Regions from separate parts of the Mus musculus genome. Here region 1 is linked to region 2. Evidence: chromatin contacts called from public promoter capture Hi-C data. All regions are on one chromosome and are shown on one strand. The core of a region is the stretch at or near the end of the contact, and the rest is flanking DNA. Distances in the headings are between cores, read along the strand shown. Region 1 overlaps Crispld2 (cysteine-rich secretory protein LCCL domain containing 2). Region 2 overlaps Usp10 (ubiquitin specific peptidase 10).

Region 1 (2,700 bases), core at 34-2,533, 110 kb before region 2:
TGGACAAACAAATTCTGTGATATACATACATACATACATACATACATACATACACTCCATAGATACACATACACTCCATGAACACACACATATTCCAAGGACACACACACACATTGTTTTTACTACCTCTTTTTAAAGCCTCTTGAATCCTACGAAGGACAAAAGAGGAGAGAGGCAGGGATGCCTTCTTGAAGGCCAGAGCATAGCTGGCCTGGGTCTCTGCAGAGAGCCTTGGAACCAGACCTCTACAGGGCAGGCAGGGCAGCCCAGCAGTGCTAGCATCTGGGAGGAAGAGCTCTTGCCATTTGGAACCTTCTAGCACTGCCTGGAGTGAGCAATAGGACAGCTACTTCTGGTGCAGCACAACCTGTGCCTCCATGGGTTGGCAGCCGGAGTCATGGAGTCCTGGGACACAGAGGTCCCTGACTCTGGCCTTGGAAAGGAAAGGGTTGCCTTCTAATTGCTAAGAGATGCTGAAGTTGGGTCTGCTGTGCAGGCCTCTCTTCCCAGCTACTCGGGAGGCTGAGGTTGGAGGATCCTTGGTCCAAGCCCTATCTGGGCTACAAAGTGTATTCAGGTTCAGCCCGTGATACTAAGGAAGAAATGGTCCCAAAATTACAATGTAAAAAAGAGGGGTTGGAGATGTGGATCCGGAATGAGAGTGCTGGTCTAGAGTGGTGAGACCCTGGGTTCAAGTCAGAGTAGGAAGGGAACGAGGAAGGGAAGGAGGGAGGGAGGGAGGGAGGGAGGGAGGGAGAAGAGAGGATGGGGGATTGTGCTGTTATTGTCCCTATGCACACATGCAGCTCTCCCCCTAGACAGATGTGTATGTGCTGGACCAAGTCTCACCCCAGTACTGACAAAGACTGTCAGAGTCTGCACTTGAGAGCCTGAGGCAGGGGGATCACAAGCTCTGGGCTAGCCTGAGCTTTTTAAGATGCAATAATGAGCTCCTGCCTCAGGGAAAACGAAAAGGAAAATAAACCCAAAACCAAACCAAACCAAAACGACCCCCAAGCAGACCCCATTTGTCTCCCTTTCTTTCTCTGAGCCTCATTTTGCACTTTTGATAATCCAGGTTTGCCCAAGCACTCGCTCCTGAGAGACATCTGAAGCCCTGGGCTTAAAGTCAAATGCAGCAAACACCTCCACACTTTTTACAGAGGCTACTGGAGCTGCTGGGGCCTGTAGCGCTCCCGGTGTGTCTGTTGACCCTTAGGGTAGAGATTATCTCTGTTACCCATGCCCTTCCTCAGCCCAGGTCAGAGTTGCTCATACTGTTGACTAAACAATTCCACAGCCAGGCAAAAGCCTGTCTGAACACACCCCCTGCCGATACTTTACTGTGCAGGGCAGGTGACTGGGAATGCCCCGTTGCCCTGCTTTAGGAAGAGCCTGAGCCTGGCAGACATCTATGCTGGTGCCTGCTCTCTGTGAGGATGCTGCCCAGCCCATGTAAGCCACAAGACTGGGAGAGAACAGGCTGTCCTGGAGACTCACGCCCCACACCCACCTTTCACAACTTCCAGGAAACCTCCTTCCCCAAGAAGACCATTGTGAAATCAAAGCTGTCACATCAGCTAGCATGGGTAGCACCCCCTACCACTCAGGACTTAAAATGCTGTTTGCCAAGCAAGGAGTGGTACCATGGGCCTAATAACCTTAGAACTTGGGAAGTCGGGGCGGGAAGATTAGAAGTTCAAGGACATCCTCAGCTCCACAGTGAGTCAGAGGCCATCTTGGTTTACATGCGACCTTATCTCAAATGAACAAAATGAAAATAACGGGGGCCAGTGGGATGGCTCATCAGATAAAGGGGCTTGCTGCCAAGCCTAACCATCTGAGTTCCATCCCCGGGACCCACATGTGGAGGAGAGAACCGACTCCTGCAAGTTGCCCTCTGACCTTTACATGTTGCTGTGGAACATGAGTACACACACACACACACACACACACACACACACACACACACACACACACAATGTAAAGATAAATAAAAATTATTTTAATTAGAAATAAAGTGCTATTTGGAAAACACTGGCCACAGAATGTCCTATAACTTAATGACCATTGGGACCACCTCTAACCCCTCTAGGGTCTCAGCAGTTACTGGATCTGAAACCAGTTCCTGCAACTCACTGGGACAGGCTACCAAGACCTCCCAGTCACGTCACTTCAAGCATCAAGGATGCTGGAGGAAGACAAACATGTCTGCCATGCCCAAATATGTCTGCTGGAGCCTTGTGGCCAAGAAGGGCCCAAGCTTCTTATACTTTGACAAAAGTGACCTGCTCTCTCGCCTGGGTCTCGCTTCTGTCTGTCCTACCAGGTGGCCAGGCCTACACCACAGGACAGGGGTCCAGCTTCGCACTACTTGATGGATCCAGTGACTGGGAACATGAGGGCCTCCCGTGTGGAGGAGGCCACAGGAGTGGGTATGGACTAAAGAGTCCCACTGTGTCAGGAGAAGGGAACATGTGTGAGGGCTTCATGTTCCTTTGAAAGCCAATTCAGGTGACTCTAGAAATGAAGCTACCTACTCCTGTAAAAAGGACCCATTTTTCAGGGTTTGGAACAACTGGAGAGAGCAGCCAGGGTTGCTGGACCCCATCATCCACTTCATAGGAGCCGCTTTGCTGTAGCTTTTGATTCCCAATCACAACTTTCCCTCCTGGGGGCGGGGGGGGGGGGGCGAGAAAT
Region 2 (2,700 bases), core at 200-2,699:
CACTCGTGAACAAGAGGACCGAGACAGAGAGGATAATCCCCTGGGACTATTCGGTCGGAGGTCTGATCAACACAAGCTACCAACATTCCCACCATCAGACTTTGTAAGGCAGACAGCTAAGCAGCTCTTCTCAAAACCATCAGCCGACCTCCAGCAAGACTTGTTAATGGCACCAGCAACGAGCACAGTGAGGTGCTGTGATGGGCAGAGACAGTGAACAGTGCTGAGCAAGGGCTCCCAACACTCCTGCTCCCGGGACCTCAGGAGGGGGCTTCTGAGACAGCAGAATAGGACGTCAGGCTAACGGTTTCCATCACTGGGGCAATATGACAATTTCATTTAAACTTCTTTAAAATTTTCATTCATCAGCCACGTGTGGTGGCACATGCCTTTAATCCCAGCACTCGGGAGGTAGAGGCAGGCGAATTTCTGAGTTCAAGGCCAGCCTGGTCTACAAAGTGAGTTCCAGGACAGCCAGGGCTACACAGAGAAACCCTGTCTCGAAATAAATAAATAAATAAATAAATAAATAAATAAATAAATAAATAAGGATCCTGGGGACTGAAGCCAAGTCATGAGGCTTGGCAGGAAGGACCTTTACCCACTGGGCCACCTCTCCAGCCTTACTATCATTGTATATTGAGTCTATTTAGGGCATTTTTCTTTAGGGTCTGGTGAGATGGCTCAGCAGATAAAAAGGTTACTGAACAAGTCCAGCAACCTGAGTTTAATTCCTGCAAGTGACTCCACAAAGCAGTTCTATTTGGTCTCCCATCGAACCAGGCCCCATACACACGAGGCCCACCTGCAGCTGCTTCCTGAGAGCTGGGATAAGTGTGTGCCTGCACCACCACCTCCAGCACACACTATTACCTACTTTGGCTGCCAGATTGCTACCATCCCAGGGACCCGCCCAGTAGGAGAAAAATCAACAAGCTGTCCTCTATTCCCACACATACTCAGACACGTACACACACACAAATGAATGTAAAAATACTTAACAGGGCCAGGCAATGCTGGCCTTTAATCCCAGCACCTGGGAGGCAGAGGCAGGCGGATTTCTGAGTTCAAGGCCAGCCTGGTCTACAGAGTGAGTTCCAGGACAGCCAGGGCTACAGAGAAACCCTGTCTCAAAAAACCAAAACCAAAACAAAAAAACCAAAACCAGCTTAACAGGGCAGGTGGGGTTGGGAGGGAGAAATGACTGGAATTGGGCTGAGGTGGAAATCTAGTGCAGTGGGAACCCCATGGAACCTGGCGAAGACTCCATGATGGGGAACATGGATCGTGAACCGGCCATCTTATATAACCAGACAAGGCCAGGAGTGGAGTGATCGGGACACCAACCCAGCCATAAAACCTTTGACCTACAGTTTGTCCTGCCTGCAGACTCTGGGGCCAGTGCTTAACAGAATTGTCATTAAAAAGACCAAGAGACTTTGCCCCACAACTGATGGGAGCAGATGCAGAGCCCCACAGCCAAACACTGAGCAGAGCTTGGGAGTCCTTCAGGGGCAGGAGGAAAGCCTGGAGGAGCCAAAGGGGCTGGGGATACACTAGGAGAACAAGGCCCACAGAATCAACTGACTGGGCCTCACGGGGCCTCACAGAGGTCACGAGTCTCTCAGGGTCTGACTCTGTATATATGCTATGGAGAGTAGCTTGGTCTTCTTGTAGGAATCCTGACAATGGGGAATGAGGGGCTGACCCTGACTCTTGCCTTCTCTTCTTCCTGGGTTGCCTTGATGTGATGCTATGTGTCTGATCTTAATGTAGCTTTGTTATGCCGCGTAAGCCTGATGTTCCTAGGCCTGTTCTTTTGGAGGGTAGGCAGGGGGGGCAGGAGATAGGTCAAGGCGGACACTGCAATTGGGATGTGGATAAGAGAGAAGAATGTGAAACTGTGACAGGTATGTGATGCACGCCTGCAGCCTCAGTACTCGGGAAGTGGAGTCAGGAGGATTGTTGAGTGTGAGGCCAGCTTGCACCGTAGAGTACAACTGTGGAATGGCTGCCTTGGCAAAAACATGATTACTTTTGCTCTCTGGTGTGTAGCATCCTTCACCCAATAAACTACAGCTTCACTGAGAATTTCCCTTGTGCCAACAGATACAGCAAGCACCATGAGCAGAACTATCCAAGTGGATCACTTTCTCCAGTTAGTTATACAGCTGCTCAGAATACAAAAGGACTGGACCGACCCAGCGTCTCTACCTGGAACCCCAGCAGTCAAGAGGCAGAGGCAGGAATTCACTATGAATTCAGTTTGAGATACATAGTTAGGTTTCAGGGGCAGCCTGCACCGGGTAATGTTTCCAGCTGCCTCCTCTACTCAGTCAGAAGGCCTCATCTTACAGGGGTACCATGGTCAGTTCACCTCAGCCTGTAACTCCTCTAACTCTAGCTCCAGGGGATCTGACAGCTATGGCTTCTGGGGACACTGCACACACACACACACAATTAAATTCCAGGGTAAAGCTGGTTGTAGTGGTGCACTTTAATCCCACTACTTGGGAGGCAGAGACGGTGAGTCTCTATGAGTTCAAGGCCAACCTGATCTACTTAAGTTCTGAGTCACAGCCCTGAGTCCTTGCCATAAATGAATGAATGAATGAATGGATGGATAAATGGTGGGAAAGGGATCTATGGGAATGTGAAACACCACCAGGGACTCCCTCAGGAACCCACTTCGCCAACCAG

Evidence for each region. Promoter capture Hi-C pulls out the DNA fragments that hold promoters and counts their contacts.
Region 1: a promoter capture Hi-C map of liver shows a contact between it and region 2, with 1.7 times the contacts expected there. The contact joins two enhancer-like sites. A contact is called at or near these places in 5 of 39 promoter capture datasets (the HPC-7 cell line, cranial neural crest, frontonasal cranial neural crest and 2 more), 3 of 484 Hi-C or Micro-C datasets (the HL-1 cell line, cerebral cortex and nephron progenitors), 5 of 115 datasets of contacts at active chromatin or transcription factors (the HPC-7 cell line, VIP interneurons, effector CD8 T cells and 2 more) and 3 of 9 other capture datasets (adipose tissue, liver and pancreatic islet).

The regions. Positions count from the first base shown.
Region 1 is chr8:120,041,709-120,044,408 of GRCm38.p6, reverse strand. The region is part of intron 14 of Crispld2 (cysteine-rich secretory protein LCCL domain containing 2); the gene reads right to left. Among named protein-coding and RNA genes, the nearest start is that of Crispld2, 51 kb to the right of the region's middle. Within about 2 kb of position 1,283, at least 24 of the 459 cell types and tissues checked have an H3K27ac peak or open chromatin away from gene starts, as enhancers often do. A contact at or near this core is called in liver, where this site is marked.
Region 2 is chr8:119,932,555-119,935,254 of GRCm38.p6, reverse strand. The region is part of intron 2 of Usp10 (ubiquitin specific peptidase 10); the gene reads right to left. Among named protein-coding and RNA genes, the nearest start is that of Usp10, 24 kb to the right of the region's middle. Within about 2 kb of position 1,449, at least 6 of the 459 cell types and tissues checked have an H3K27ac peak or open chromatin away from gene starts, as enhancers often do. A contact at or near this core is called in liver, where this site is marked.